2 separate regions of the Sus scrofa genome follow, and region 1 is linked to region 2. A link is a contact called in public Hi-C data. All regions are on one chromosome and are shown on one strand. Each heading gives the region's core, a stretch centred on a gene start, on an enhancer-like site or on the middle of the called end of the contact. The rest is flanking DNA. Distances are from core to core; before and after follow the strand shown. Region 1 overlaps SULT2B1 (sulfotransferase family 2B member 1). Region 2 holds the start of LOC102165847 (zinc finger protein 664-like).

Region 1 (6,742 bases), core at 3,495-5,994, 260 kb before region 2:
GTAGGTTGCAGCCTAGGCTCGGATCCCGAGTTGCTGTGGCTGTGGTGTAGGCCTGCAGCTGCAGCTCCGATTCCACCCCTAGCCTGGGAATTTCCATATGCCGCCGGTGCAGCTTTAAAAATCAAAAACAAAAAACAACCCCCCCCCAAATAAATAAAATCGGAGTGGGGACAGGCCTGTAGCGGGGGGCACTCATGCCCTGTCATGCACTCATTTGCTCAAATTGGGAGTGTCTAGAGGACATCTCCAACAGGAAGGTGCCTCTACTTATGGTCCAGCAGAAGGAAGAACGCTTCACTCCGCCCACAATGGTCCAGCCAATTAGAGACCGTAGCGGCCCAACCAATGAGAAACCTTCTTACTGTGGACTCCTCCAATGGACTCTTCAGTTGTCACAGCCCCGCCCCACTCCTCTTTTCCCTATAAAAGCAAGTTCCCCTCCTTCTTTCTCTGGATTTGCTAGTGGACTACCGAAGCTTGCGTTTCCCCGGCTGCATTTCCTCTGGCTGTTCCTGCAGAAACTCACTTTCCATGATTAAATTTGACACCTTGAATATACAGCTTGACCCCTCTGTGCCTCAGAGTCCTCATCTGGAGAGGGCGGATAGGAAGGCTTCCCTTGGGGGAACTTGATAAGATTAAAATCTGCTGTCCCCTGCCCCCTCTCCCCTGGACTGTTGCAGTCACCTCCTTATTGGTCTCCTTGCTTCCACCCTTTCCCCATAAAGTCCACTCTCCCCACCTGGCAGCCAGCAGGATCTGATTCGAACCTGAGTCAGTTCCTGTCCCTCCTCTGCTCAAAACCTTGCCTCACTCTGTCTCATTCCAAGCAACACCAAAGTCTCACCGGGATTGCAAGGGCCCTCAAGATCTTCCGTGATCTCCCTCTGCCTTTATCTTCATCCTCTCTCCTTTGCTCACTGGGCTGCAGCCACACAGGTCTCTTAGCTCTTCCTTCAACTCTTCAGGCTGAGTCCTGCCTCAGGGCCTTTGCACTGGCTGTTCTATCTTCCATTCAGGCCTATAACTGGCACCCTCACCTCCTGCAGATCTTTGCTCCAACATCACTGTTTATCGACCAGGCCTCCCCTGACACGCTGTTTACAATCGAACCCACTGCACCCCCTCATCCTGCCCTGTTTTCCCGTCACACTGACCAAGACCAGTTCTTACGGTTTACATATGCTTTACATGCCTGTGTGTGTGTGTGTGTTTGCCTTTTCTAGGGCCGCACCCACGGCATATGGAGGTTCCCAGAATAGTGGTCCAAACAGAGCAGTAACTGTATACACCAGAGCCACAGCAACGCGGGATCCGAGCCGCGCCTGTGACCTACACTACAGCTCATGGCAACGCTGGATCCTTAACCCACTGAGTGAGGTTTCGAACCTGAAACCTCATGGTTCCTAGTAGGATTCGTTAACCGCTGAGCCATGCTGGGAACTCCTACATGTCTTGTTTATTGCCTTTCTTCTCCACTTGCCTGTAAGCTGCATGAGACCAGGGATTTTTTTCTGGGGGGGGGCGGTTTCTGTCTTGATTGCCAGTGTTTCCAAACACAAAGACCCTCCGTCAATATTGGTTTGAAGAAATAAAAGAAATGCTCACAGTGCTCCCTGGCCCCACATGCCTCAGGACATTATGGGCCTTAATTCATTTATTCTGGCAACAGCCCTTAGAGACTGCTTGCTGGAATATTACCATCCCCACATGACAAATGAGGCGGAGGCACAGAGAGGCAAAGGCACTTGGCGGATATCACACAGCTGCAGAGGGCAGAACTGGGTTTTGAACCCAGGCAGCAAGACCCCAGGCTTGCACCCCCAACTACCAGAGCCATGGGGTAGCCCCTCCTACATCCTCATACAGTTCTCCCCAGGTGTGTTCATTCTGGGCCAGGGTTATGGGGGCTCGGGGGCTCGGGGGTGGTCGGATAGACAGATTTGATCTCAGTCAACTCACATAACCACTCTTTGTGTCCACCTCCCTTCCCTTGGTCACAGGAATATTTAACGCCTAAGGGTATATTATTATTATTATTATTATTTTCTTTTTAGGGCTGCACCTACGGCATATAGAAGTTCCTGGGCTAGGGTTCGAATCAGAGCTGCAGCTGCCAGCCTACACCACCACCACAGCCACGCTGGATCCTTAACCCACTGAGCAAGGCCAGGGATTGAACCCGCATCCTCGTGGACACTATGTCAAGTTCTTAACCCACTGAGCCACAACGGGAGCTCCTATTCATAGACCTCAATGAAACATCTTAATATACGCACAGATTTTAAAGCAAAGTTTCTCCCCCTCCTGGGGCTCCACCCGAGAGAAACAAAAACTCGTATTCTCACCAACATCTATATAGCTGCCCTGTTTAGAATTCTGAAAACTGAGAACGACCCAAATATTCGTCAACAGGTGAGTGGATAAACGGAAGTACAGGTATACCACACAATTACTACTCAGCAAAGACAAGAAACTCTTTTTTTTTTTTTTTTTTTTTTTGGCTGCCCTCACAGCGTGCAGAAGTTCCCCGGGCCAGGGATCGAACCTGCACCACAGCAGTGACCTGAGCCACAGTAGTGACAGTGCTGGATCCTTAACTGCTAGGCCCCTGGGGAACTCCTAAAAACAAAACTCTGATACCCACAACCATATGAATGAGTCTCAAAGGCATTGTGGAGGAAGGAAGCCGATTCAGGAGGTCACAACCTGCCTATTTCCATTTATGGGACTACAGTGGCCAGAATGATGGCCTCCAGACATCCGTGGCCCCATCTCCAGAAACTGCGAATACGTTCCATTGCACCATAAAAGGGATTTTGCAGCTGCGGTTATGTTAGGGGTTTTGAACTTGGGAGAGAGGCCGGTGAGTCCTGAATGTAACCACAGGGTCCTTATAAGAGGGAGGCAAGAGGGTCAGAATCAGAGCAAGAAGATGTAAAGACAAGCAGAGGTTAGAGAGAAGGGAGTTTGCGAGATCCTATACAGCTGGCCCTTTTTTCTTTTTCTTTTTGGCCGCTCCTGCAGCCTAGGGAAGTTCCTGGGCCAGAGATTGAACCCAAGCCCCAGCAGTGACAACACTGGATCCTTAACCTGCTGCACCACCAGGGAATTCCATGCAGCTGGCTTTGAAAATGGAGGAAGGGGCCACAAGCCAAGGGATGCGGGTGACCTCCAGGAGCTGGAAAAGGCACAGAAGGACCCTGGAGGAACGCCAATCTGCTGATGCTTCGATGTGAGCCCAGCCATGCTGGAGTTGGCCTTCTGACCTACAGAAATGCAGGTGCGTACGTCTGTATGGCTTTAAGCCACTCCATTGGTGGTCATTTGCTGCAGCAGCAATAGGAAAGGCATAGATCACTTTTGAAAATACAGGGGAGTTCCTCGGTGGCCTAGTGGTTAAAGATTTTGGCGTTGTCACTGCTGTGGCATGGGTTCAATCCCTGGCCTGTGAACTTCCAAATGCTGCAGATGCAGCCAATGAAACACCACACACACCCACACACATCCACACACACCCGCAGAAGTATAAGAACAGGAAATAAATCAGTAGCGGGGCGGGGGGGGGGGAAATGGGGCTGCGGGTGGGGGTGGGGCAGCTAGGACTGGGATAGGGTGGACCCTTCAAGGGTTGATGGTGCAGTTTTGTATCCTGACTGTGGTGATGGTTACACAAATCTATACATGTGTTAAAATTCATAAAGTGATACACTCGCTCACACACAAATCAATTTCACTGATTGATTTTTTTTAAAAAACCTCCTTCCTATAAATACTTAATGCCCATTAGCCATTAGTATAATAAGACATCCCGCCGGCCAGCATCCCTCTTGGCTACCCAGGTTGTGCAGAGAAGCAACTCCTGCCTACATTCCAGGCCTGGCTTGGATGTGCTGTGTGACCTGAGATCACTCTCAAGCCCTCTCTGGTCTCATTTGAAGAATGAGCAGTGATGGGGGACATCCAGTCTGATGTCCAAAGAGAGCTCCCCATCTCGGACCTTTAGGCCATTTAGCCTGAGGGGAGGCAAATTCATTAATTCAGCCCAGAGATTTTTTTGGGGGTGGGGGGCGCCCCATGACATATGGATCTTAAACCTCTGGCCAGGGATTAAGATTCAAGAGGTAGTTGCCTCCTAAGCTACACCTGAGGCAATGCAGGATCCTAACCCACTGTGCTGGGCAGAGGATCCGGCCTGCATCCTGGTGCTGCAGAGACACTGGCCATTCCATGGCGCCACAGCGGGCACTCCTCAGCCCCCACATTTTCACTAAATGCCTACTATGTGCCAGGAGCGGAGGGATACAAAAGCCAAAAAACAAACAAAAAACAAAACAAAGCCAAAAAACGCCCCCAAAACAAAACCAAACCTAATGCGGTTTACATTTAAATGAACAATAACGTTAAAGCAGGATGTTTTACAAGTAGCGCCTCGGAAGGGGGTGGGAAAACCTGAAGCGGTGCGGGATGGGGTGCGTCTGGGGTCAGGAGGGTTTGCAGTTTGAGACGGATGGAGTCAGGCGAGGGCTCGCTGAGATCGGTGGAGGTCGAGCCGACCTGAAGGAGCGGAGGGACCAGTGTTGTGTGGGGACCAGAGGGGACCATGAGTGCAAAAGAAGGGAGAGGCCACGGGGGTTCAGGGCTCTGGTGGGACGGGAACCGCCGCCCCCCCCCACCTTGTGAGCGGCCCCGCCCTCCAGGAATGCGATTCAGTTTCAGGAGGACTTTGCTGACTCACAGCGGGCGCCTGTGGTCCACTTGACTTTCTCCGCAGGCAGCGCAGCGCCAAGGCTCCTGGAGCCCGGGCTGGGTTCAGTGCGCCTCGTTGCCAGAACGCCCGGCGTCAGCTGCTCTGCTTTCGCCCGGGCTGGTCTCCCTTGCAGGAGTGCCTTGCCTCGCCTCCCGAAATTGTGCTTGGAGCCCATCTGGGCAAGCGTCCCCACCTCCGGCCACCTCCACCTCAGCGGAATGACTCATGCCTTGGCCGCAGCGCGGAGAATCAGGTTCTTTCGCCCTCCTACTCCTGGCTGCGGTGGCAGGCGGCCCAGGGGGTGGGGTGGGGAATGATTAGAGGAACCTCTCTGCGAGGTCACTTGGCAGCTTGTAAATTATACAGGCCACCTCCCCCAAAGCAGAGGGTGCGCGCGTCCAGGGTGCATTTTTACCTATCGCAGCATCCATCCTGTTTATTTCTTTCACTAGTCCTCTTAATACTTAGCAACTATTTTCTTTGTCTAGTGACTTCTTTCAATCCATCTTCCCCACTAGTAATGCGGTTACAAGGGAGCCGAAATTCTGCGTCTCGCGTCTCCCGCCTCCAAGAACCAGCATCAGACAGGCAACAGTCCATTACATCTATTAGATGCACCAATGAACTTGACCCCCAGGCATTTCCTGGGTGGGTGCCCTTGAGGAAGTGCCCAGGATATAGGTACCGCGAGGCTACTTGCAGCATCGTTTATAAGATGAACCTGAACAACAGAGAACTGGTTAGATACATCAGAACTGGATGAACTGGATCACAGCTGGAAAACACTGAAATCCAGCCATTCAAAAGGAGGCGTTTCTGTGGATTTGGGTTACGCATATATGTCTCAAACTGGCGCATTTCACATGCGTGCAATGTACCGCACAGAAACAGCTTCCATCTGGAAAAAGCCATAAGCCAATATCGAAGTCTGTGTATACGCAGCCTGGCAAGTTTAAGGTGAATGTTCTGATGTCTGTGGCTTACTGCTTTGAAACTCACCACAAATAAGAAGGATGGCTGGATGGAGAGAAGGACGCACAGACATAGGATAAAGCAAGTATAATAAAATGTTAGGGATAGCAGGTATAGAGAGCAGTTCATTAAATCATTCCACCAACTTTTTTTTTTTTTTTTTTTTTTGCTTTTTAGGGCCTCACCCACGGCATAGGAAGTTCCTAGGCTAGAGGCAGAATCAGAGCTGTAGCTGCCAGTCTAGCCACAGCCACAGCAATGCCAGATCCGAGCTGCGTCTACGACCTACACCACAGCTCATGGCAACATCGGGTCCTTAACCCACTGAGCGAGGCCAGGGATTGAACCCACATCCTCATGGATCCTAGTCAGGTTCGTTAACCACTGAGCCACGAAGAGAATTCCCATCCACCAACATTTTTATAAGTTTTGAAAATCTCATAATAAAATGTTAGAGGAGTGAAGAAGTGGCATTTATTTGGGAAGATGACTGAGATATTACAAAAAGTGTAATGTTTGACAAGAGACAGATATAAAGTAGTATCTTAATTATGTTTAAAAAATAAGTAGGGGCATTCCCGTTGCGGCTCAGCACTAATGAACGTGACTAGGATCCATGAGGTTTCGGGTTTGATCCCTGGCCTGGCTCTGTGGGTTAAGGATCCAGTATTGCCGTGAGCTGTGGTGTAGATGACAGGCGAAGCTTGGATCCTGCATTGCTGTGGCTGTGGTGTAGGCCGGCAGCTGTAGCTCTGATTTGACCTCTAGCCTGGGAACTTCCATATGCCTCAGGTGCAGCCCTAAAAAACAAACAAAATAAATAAATAAAAACAAGTAGGGAGTTCCCATTGTGGCTCGGAGGTAATGAACCTGACTAGTATCCATGAGGATGCAGGTTTGATCCCTGGCCTCACTCAATGGGTTAAGGATCCAGCATGGCGGTGAGCTGTGGTGTGGGTTATAGACATGGCTTAGATCCTGTGTTGCTGTAGCTGGGGTGTAGGCAGGCAGCTGTAGCTC
Region 2 (7,010 bases), core at 1,867-4,366:
CGCGGACGCAGCTCAGATTCCGCGTTGCTGTGGCTCTGGCGTAGGCCAGCGGCTACAGCTCCGATTAGATCCCTAGCCTGGGGACCTCCATATGCCGCGGGTGTGGCCCTAAAAAGCAAAATAAACATTAAATAAGTAAATAAATAACTAAATAACTAATTCATTCTGGAACAACTCTGTTAACGCGGGTACTGATCTTTATTCGGAGTTCACCAACATTTAAGTGAATACACAGCAGTGTGTCCATGGGCCAAGTCACAAAGCCAGGAAGTGATAGATCTGGGACTCACACTCACTCACAGCTGCCTGAATCTCTGCTCCTACTGGGGTGAGGTGGGGATCAGGGAGCTCACCTCTTCTTCTGGGACCTCAGGCTCTTCAGGGTGTATCCTCAGCTGACCTGGATCGAACCCCAGACAGTCTGGGGGGTCTCCAGGACCCGCTTCTCCGTCTCCTGCCTTCATGAGGTGAGGTCTGTCCCTGACTCAGTCCTTGGGCTCCAGATGCCAAAGAGAGGGTGAGGTGAGGCTGCTGTCAGTCAGCTCCCGGTGGTGAGGAGGCAAAGGGGGCTGAAGAAGAGAGAAGGGGTCTGAGGCGACAGGGAGGGCTTTTTCCATGCTGCTGGTGTTGGGAGAGGGGTCTTATCTGCCCTAGAGGCCCAGGGAGGCCATCTCTCTCCAAGACTCTCCTGGGAAGGGGTGCGTGTGTGTGTGGGGGGGTGACAGTCGCACTATACTCTCCATCCCCACAGCCTTGAATCCAGGTCATGCGTGTCCTTGCCCAGCCTCCTCCCGGGCCTCCCTGCCTCCAGTCTCCCCTCTCCAGTCTGTTACCCACACGACCCCAAACAGGTCTTTCTACGGCCAGATGACCTTGTCCCTCGCCTGCTCACGATCCTCCCATGGCTCCCCAGCACCATGAGACAGCGTCAGGCCCCTCAGCCTAGCAGTCCAGGCTCCCTACATACTCTCCAGCATCATTTTTGATATATTTGCCCGCGGACCTTACATTCCGGCGCAGCCCCCTCTTCTGCAAATAGATCCTTAACTCTTCCACTGTGGGGCGTTTGCACCTGTTGTTCGCCCGGATCTCAGAGCCTCTGTCACAGTCCAGCTCCTGCTTCAAGGCACAATTCAAACCTGTTACCCGCGCACACACTCACCCGGACCCTCCCCATTCATACATGAAGAGGTTGCTCCTCAAGAACTGCCCAAATCTCCCCAGACTAACAATGGTCTCTCCCAACCAACTCCGTCCCCCTCAGTCGGACACGCAATGAACTCGCCCACCCCAACCTCCTACCTCCCCACCAATGAACCCGCCCATCCAGAGGCCCCGCCTTCTTTTCCCGATAAAGGTCTTCCAGGCCCCGCGCCCTTCCAACAAGGGTCTCCCGAAGGCCTCTCCGCTCCTCTTCCAACCGTGTGGGCCCCCTTTCGCCCTTCCCCCCATTTTCTCCTGACCTCCGTGTCAATGGTCTCGCTCGCCGAATGGTCCTTTCCGCCCCCAGGCCCACTGCCCCCCATCCCTCTTCTGGAAACTTGGTACGTCCTGGAGTGGTAGAAGAGAACGGGAATCGGGCGAGACCATTACCAGAGCGGGGGGTGGAAGGTGAGGTGAGCCATGAAGGGAGTCCTTTCAACTAGGGACTGACCAGACCTCTGGCTTCCCTGGTGCCTTTCAGATTCGACCTGTATCTCTCCAAACTCCGCTGCCTCACCTTTCGGTCCAGGTATTCTGCCGGTTCACGGGAGTCTCCATCCACGGTAGGATTCTGGGCCCAGTGCCTCTGGCTCTTCCGAATGCGCATGCGTAATGCCTGTCTGGTACCGTGGCTGGTTTTTATCAGGTTGACCCGGCGAGTTTTCCCTCCCTATGGAAATTTGGAGCATCACCAAATTCACCTCAAACGCCAACCCACAGCGTCCGCCTCTCAAAAAGAAATGGAAAGGGCTGATATATAATGACAAGCAATTACCGATATGCTTAGCATGTGCTAGATAGTATAAGCATGTGATTTTTAGTTCTTAAAACGGTCTGAGTTACTATTATCCCTATTTTCCACATGGAGAAAGCGAGGCTCAATGAGAAAGAGCCTCAAGTGCATGACCACGTATTGGGAGCCTGCTGTGTATGACTCCATCCCGGCGCTCTTTCTGCTAAAACGAAAGCTCTTGAAAGTGCAGGGGTGGACGGTTCCCGTGGTGGCACAGCGGGTTAAGGATCTGGCTTGGGTCCTTGCTGTGGCGTGGGTTAGATCCCTGGCCCTGGAACTTCGCATACCCCGGGCTTGGCAAAAAATAAAAAAGTGTGGGGGTGGAGGTTGAGGGAGGACCTACCCTCTTCTCTGCTGTGTGCCCTCGGATAAGTCACTGAACCCCTCTGATTTAATTTTCCCAGCTGGAAAAAACGGACACAATCCTTATCTCCTGGGGTGTATAGGGGTGATCCTATAGGTGACCCACCCAGCAGACCCACCTAGCACAGTGTAGTTCAGGGATAGTTAAATATCAGCATGGAGGCAGGCATGGGATTTTGATGGGTAAAGAAAGCCAGATGGAAAGCTATAAAGAGAGTTCTGGACCAAATGCGTAGAGATTTACTGCTACCCATCACCGGCCAGTTGTTGCTACAAAGAACACAGTGTTGCCAGAGAGTCTGAGATGGCCTGGCTTCAGCAGAGTGGATTTCAAACCATTTTGCAACTCCAGGCTTCTTTCCAGGTGCAGTGAGTCCAAGTGGGAACAGACTGGGACGAAAAAGCAGGACCCTGTGTATCCCAGCTCTGGCTTTAACATCAGTAATAACTTTGATGATGACAGGCCGTCTTCGGAAAACATCCCATGTGTTATCGCAGTCAATCCTCAAACTTATGTGATAGATATTCCCATTTTACAGATAAGAAAACTGAGGCACTGGGAGTTTAATAATGCAGCAAATAACAGTGAATCTGCTAAAACATCCCAAGTCCTCCTCTACCAGACCCTCATTTGTTTTCTAATGTAACCCTTGTGCTCCATCCTTTCTTTAATTTTTAATTTTATTTTTTAAATTTATTTTTTAAAAATTTTATTATTGTTGATTTACAATGTTCTGTCAATTTCTGCTGTACAGCAAAGTGATGTGGCTACACATATACATACATTCGTTTTCTCACATTCTCCTCCATCATGTTCCATCACAAGTGACTGGATACAGTTTTCCCAGGGCGATGCAGCGGGATCTCATTGCCTCTCCACTCCAAATGCAATAGCTTGCATCTACCAACCCCAAACTCCCAGTCCATCCCCCCTCTCCTCTCCCCCTCCCCCTTGGCAACCACAAGTCTACTACCTATGTCCATGGCTTTGTGTGTGTGTGTGTGTGTGTGTGTGTGTACATAGGTTCATTTGTGCCATAGATTCCAGATACCCATCTTCTTTTATCACCTCAATTCCTGATATCAGTTCCTCTCCTATCCCCCTCAACTTCCCTGTGACTCTGTTTATCTAAAACTCCCAATCTCCCATGTCATATCTCTGCTCTCAAATTCTGAATCTCTTCCATTCATTTCATCAACAGTTTATGGAATATCCCCTCTGTGCCGGGTGCTCTTCTGGGCTCTGGAATTTTTCGTGGTAAGCAGCACAAGGCCGCCCCCTAGTGGGGACGATGGACAATTTTAAAGATAAATGATGAACAAGTAATTTAGATCCGGTTTTTGAAAGAAAGAATAAGGGGGGATGGGATAGCGACTGGTGGTGGGAAGGGGATAGTGGTTACTTTAAATAGGGATGTCAAGGGCATCTATTCCTGGGAGGTGACATTTAAGTCTGAAACACAAACAGTTGGATGGGCATTCCAGGCAGAGGGAATAGCAGGGGCAAAAACTAGATCAAACTGGTCCTATGTGCGGGGGGTGGGGGTGGGGGATGGGGCGGAACGGGGAGAAGCCTGCTGTGGGTGAAACAGGAGGGCAAGTGATAAGAGATATGGCCGGGGAGTTCCCGTCGTGGCGTACTGGTTAACGAATCCGACTAGGAACCATGAGGTTGCGGGTTCGGTCCCTGCCCTTGCTCAGTGGGTTAAAAATCCGGCGTTGCCGTGAGCTGTGGTGTAGGTTGCAGACGCGGCTCGGATCCCGCGTTGCTGTGGCTCTGGTGTAGGCCGGTGGCTACAGCTCCGATTCAACCCCTAGCCAGGGAACCTCCATATGCCGTGGGAGCGGCCCAAGAAATAGCAACAACAACAAAAGAGACAAAAAGACCAAAAAAAAAAAAAAAAAAAGAGAGATATGGCCGGACAGTTAGGAAACGGGAAACTCCATATTTGCTGTAACATCCCAGTTCATCCTGTATATTAGTGCTGGCCAACAAACATTTCCCAGATTATGGAAATAGTCTAGATCTCCACTGTCCAATACAGCAGAGCCACTGAGGATTTGAAATGGGGTGTGACTGAGGAACTGAATTTTTCATTATATTCCATTTAATTACTTTAGCCACATATGACAACCTCCTACTGATTTGGATAACTTCCCACTACACCTCAAAAGATCCAGCTCTTGGAGTTCCCGTCGTGGCGTAGTGGTTAACGAATCTGAGTAGGAACCATGAGGTTGCGGGTTCGGTCCCTGCCCTTGCTCAGTGGGTTAACGATCCGGCGTTGCCGTGAGCTGTGGTGTAGGTTGCAGACGCGGCTCAGATCCCGCGTTGCTGTGGCTCTGGCGTAGGCCGGTGGCTACAGCTCCGATTCAACCCCTAGCCAGGGAACCTCCATATGCCGCGGGAGCGGCCCAAGAAATAGCAACAACAACAACAACAACAAAAAGACAAAAAAGACAAAAAAAAAAAAAAAAAAAAAAGATCCAGCTCTTCCTTAAAACTCCCACTCTCCCCAAACACCCCAATGCTCCCTACAAGCCTCCACTCGCCCCTATAAGAATCCTCTACCTACTACACAATGCACAAACAACCCAATTCTCTTTCTTTGTACATATGAATTCACCCAAACACTCCCACTCCCTCAGAACACCCAATGCCTAGAATCTCCCCAACTCTCCCTATTTCACCCTGATTCTTCTATCACACTCTCCATTCCTCCAAGAGCACCTCAGTGCCTCGGCTGTTACTCTGTTTCCTCCCGCGGTATCCCTTAAACATCTCACCCCGCCCCCTTCCGTTGCAGAGTTACCATGGCAACGCCCATCTAGGATTTCTCTCCAACCCTCCTGCAGCTATTCCGCGCACCTAGCGGGGCCCAGCACCATAGAAACTGGAGTGGTCCCCTCCTCCCCCCTCACGCGAGATGGCTGTTCTGGGACCTAGACCCTTCAGATCCGAGAGAGCCGGGAGAGATGAGGGGCCCCCACAGTGCTCAGCGAGCAAAGGGTCCTCCCCATTTTTCAGCCCGGATCCAACTGAGCACCCTGCAGCAGGCAGACGCTCAGATGGAAACGCCAGGCAGCGGATTCTACTGCGCAGGTGCTCACAGTTAGCGGACCTCGCAGGAGGCGCTCAGACTGCTGGGAGTTGTAGTTTCCTGGCTGAGACACATGTGGCCAATGGGTGGGCCGGATAGAAACCAGGTTACTGAAGCTGAGAATCGCTGGGCAGGCTCGACTGTCACTGTAGCAACGTGGAAACCTGATGAACCTTACTAGCCTGTTTGCCATGTTTATTCATCTTTCTTGCTCAGTACTTATTTTGCACCAGATGCTCTTCTAGGCACTGGAATTACAGTGGGAAACAAAATAGAGCTTAAAATTTGCTGTTATGAGACTGCATTATAACAATGATGATCGCAGATCACTAGAGAAAACGGTGTAATAGGTAATTGAGATGCTTTAGGAGAGGTAGAGATGCAGATAATGTGAGAGCACTGGTACGCACACGAATTCCTCTATCCTCACAGAACCCTATGAGGTGCTATTACTATCCCCAAACTGACAAACATAGATTAAGCAACAAAAGGACATAAAAGTAGTGGAGCTGGGATGTGAAACAAGACCACTTGGCTTCATTCTCTGTGAGTTTAACTGCAATGCTCAACTGGTAGAGATTTGTGGCATAATTTCAAGCAGTGATAAGTGTCATGAAGAATAAAGCAGAGAGGGAGTTCTGGCTGGGACACAGCGGGTTAAGGATCCCATGTTGCCACAGCTATGGCATAGGTCTCAGCTGGGGTTAGAATTCCATCTCTGGCCCAGGAACCTCCATATGCCAGTGGGTGTGTGTGTGGGGGGGGGGAGAATAAAGCAGAGAAAGGGGATAGGATGACTCTTTATTTATTTATGTCTTTTTTTTTTTTTTTTGTCTTTTTAAGGCTGCATCTGCGGGCATATGGAGGTTCCCAGGCTAGGGGTCGAATCAGGTCTGCAGCTGCTGGCCTGCATCACAGCCACAGAAACACCAGACCCAAGCCCCATCTTTGACTTACACCACAGCTCACGGCAACGCCATATCCTTAACCCGATGAGCGAGGCCAGGGATCGAACCCGAGTACTCATGGATGTTATTCAGATTCATTTCTGCTGAGCCACGATGGGAACTCTGGGATGACTCTTTAAACGGACGGTTCAAGAATGGCTTTTAGGAGGTGACATTGTGGGGCACAGTCCAAGGGTCACTGATCTTTGGGAACACGAGGTTCCCTCTGCCAAGACTGCCTCCTCATTCTTTCTCTGTCAAACGCATCCTTCAGGATGTGGTTTTGTGAAGAAGCTTCTGCTCTGTCCTGTTTTGCTGACCATAAATCTCTTCCTCCTCTGAATTCACCTCTGAAACATTTGTCACAATAAAGCTGTCAGGGGTAATTTTACGTATGTATGTATGTATGTATTTTTTGCTTTTTTGGGGGGCAGAGGGTAAGTTCCCAGGCTAGGGGTTGAATCAGAGCTGCACCTGCTGGCCTACACCACAGCCACAGCGTCACAGAATACTTAACCCTCTGAGCGAGGCCAGGGTTGGAACCTGCATCCTCGCAGATACTAGTCAGGTTTGTAACCTGCTGAGCCACAAGGGAGCTCTGGG

The links. Hi-C and Micro-C count contacts between places; a contact is called where the count stands out from the background.
Region 1: a Hi-C map of embryonic fibroblasts shows a contact between it and region 2, with 1.8 times the contacts expected there. The contact joins the enhancer-like site here to the promoter of LOC102165847 in region 2. A contact is called at or near these places in 1 of 5 promoter capture datasets (liver) and 8 of 47 Hi-C or Micro-C datasets (alveolar macrophages, embryonic fibroblasts, fetal skeletal muscle and 5 more).

Annotation. Positions count from the first base shown.
Region 1 is chr6:53,940,458-53,947,199 of Sscrofa11.1, reverse strand. The region is part of intron 1 of SULT2B1 (sulfotransferase family 2B member 1); the gene reads right to left. Among named protein-coding and RNA genes, the nearest start is that of SULT2B1, 16 kb to the right of the region's middle. Within about 2 kb of position 4,744, at least 14 of the 83 cell types and tissues checked have an H3K27ac peak or open chromatin away from gene starts, as enhancers often do. A contact at or near this core is called in embryonic fibroblasts and skeletal muscle, where this site is marked.
Region 2 is chr6:53,680,881-53,687,890 of Sscrofa11.1, reverse strand. It overlaps LOC102165847 (zinc finger protein 664-like), which reads right to left and starts at 3,116. Exons shown (of 5, transcript XM_005664651.3): 1 at 1,721-3,116; 2 at 1,009-1,116; 3 at 354-569. The coding sequence starts at 464. LOC110261015 (a long non-coding RNA gene) reads left to right here and starts at 1,413. Exons shown (of 3, transcript XR_002344717.1): 1 at 1,413-1,544; 2 at 1,685-1,766; 3 at 3,562-3,890.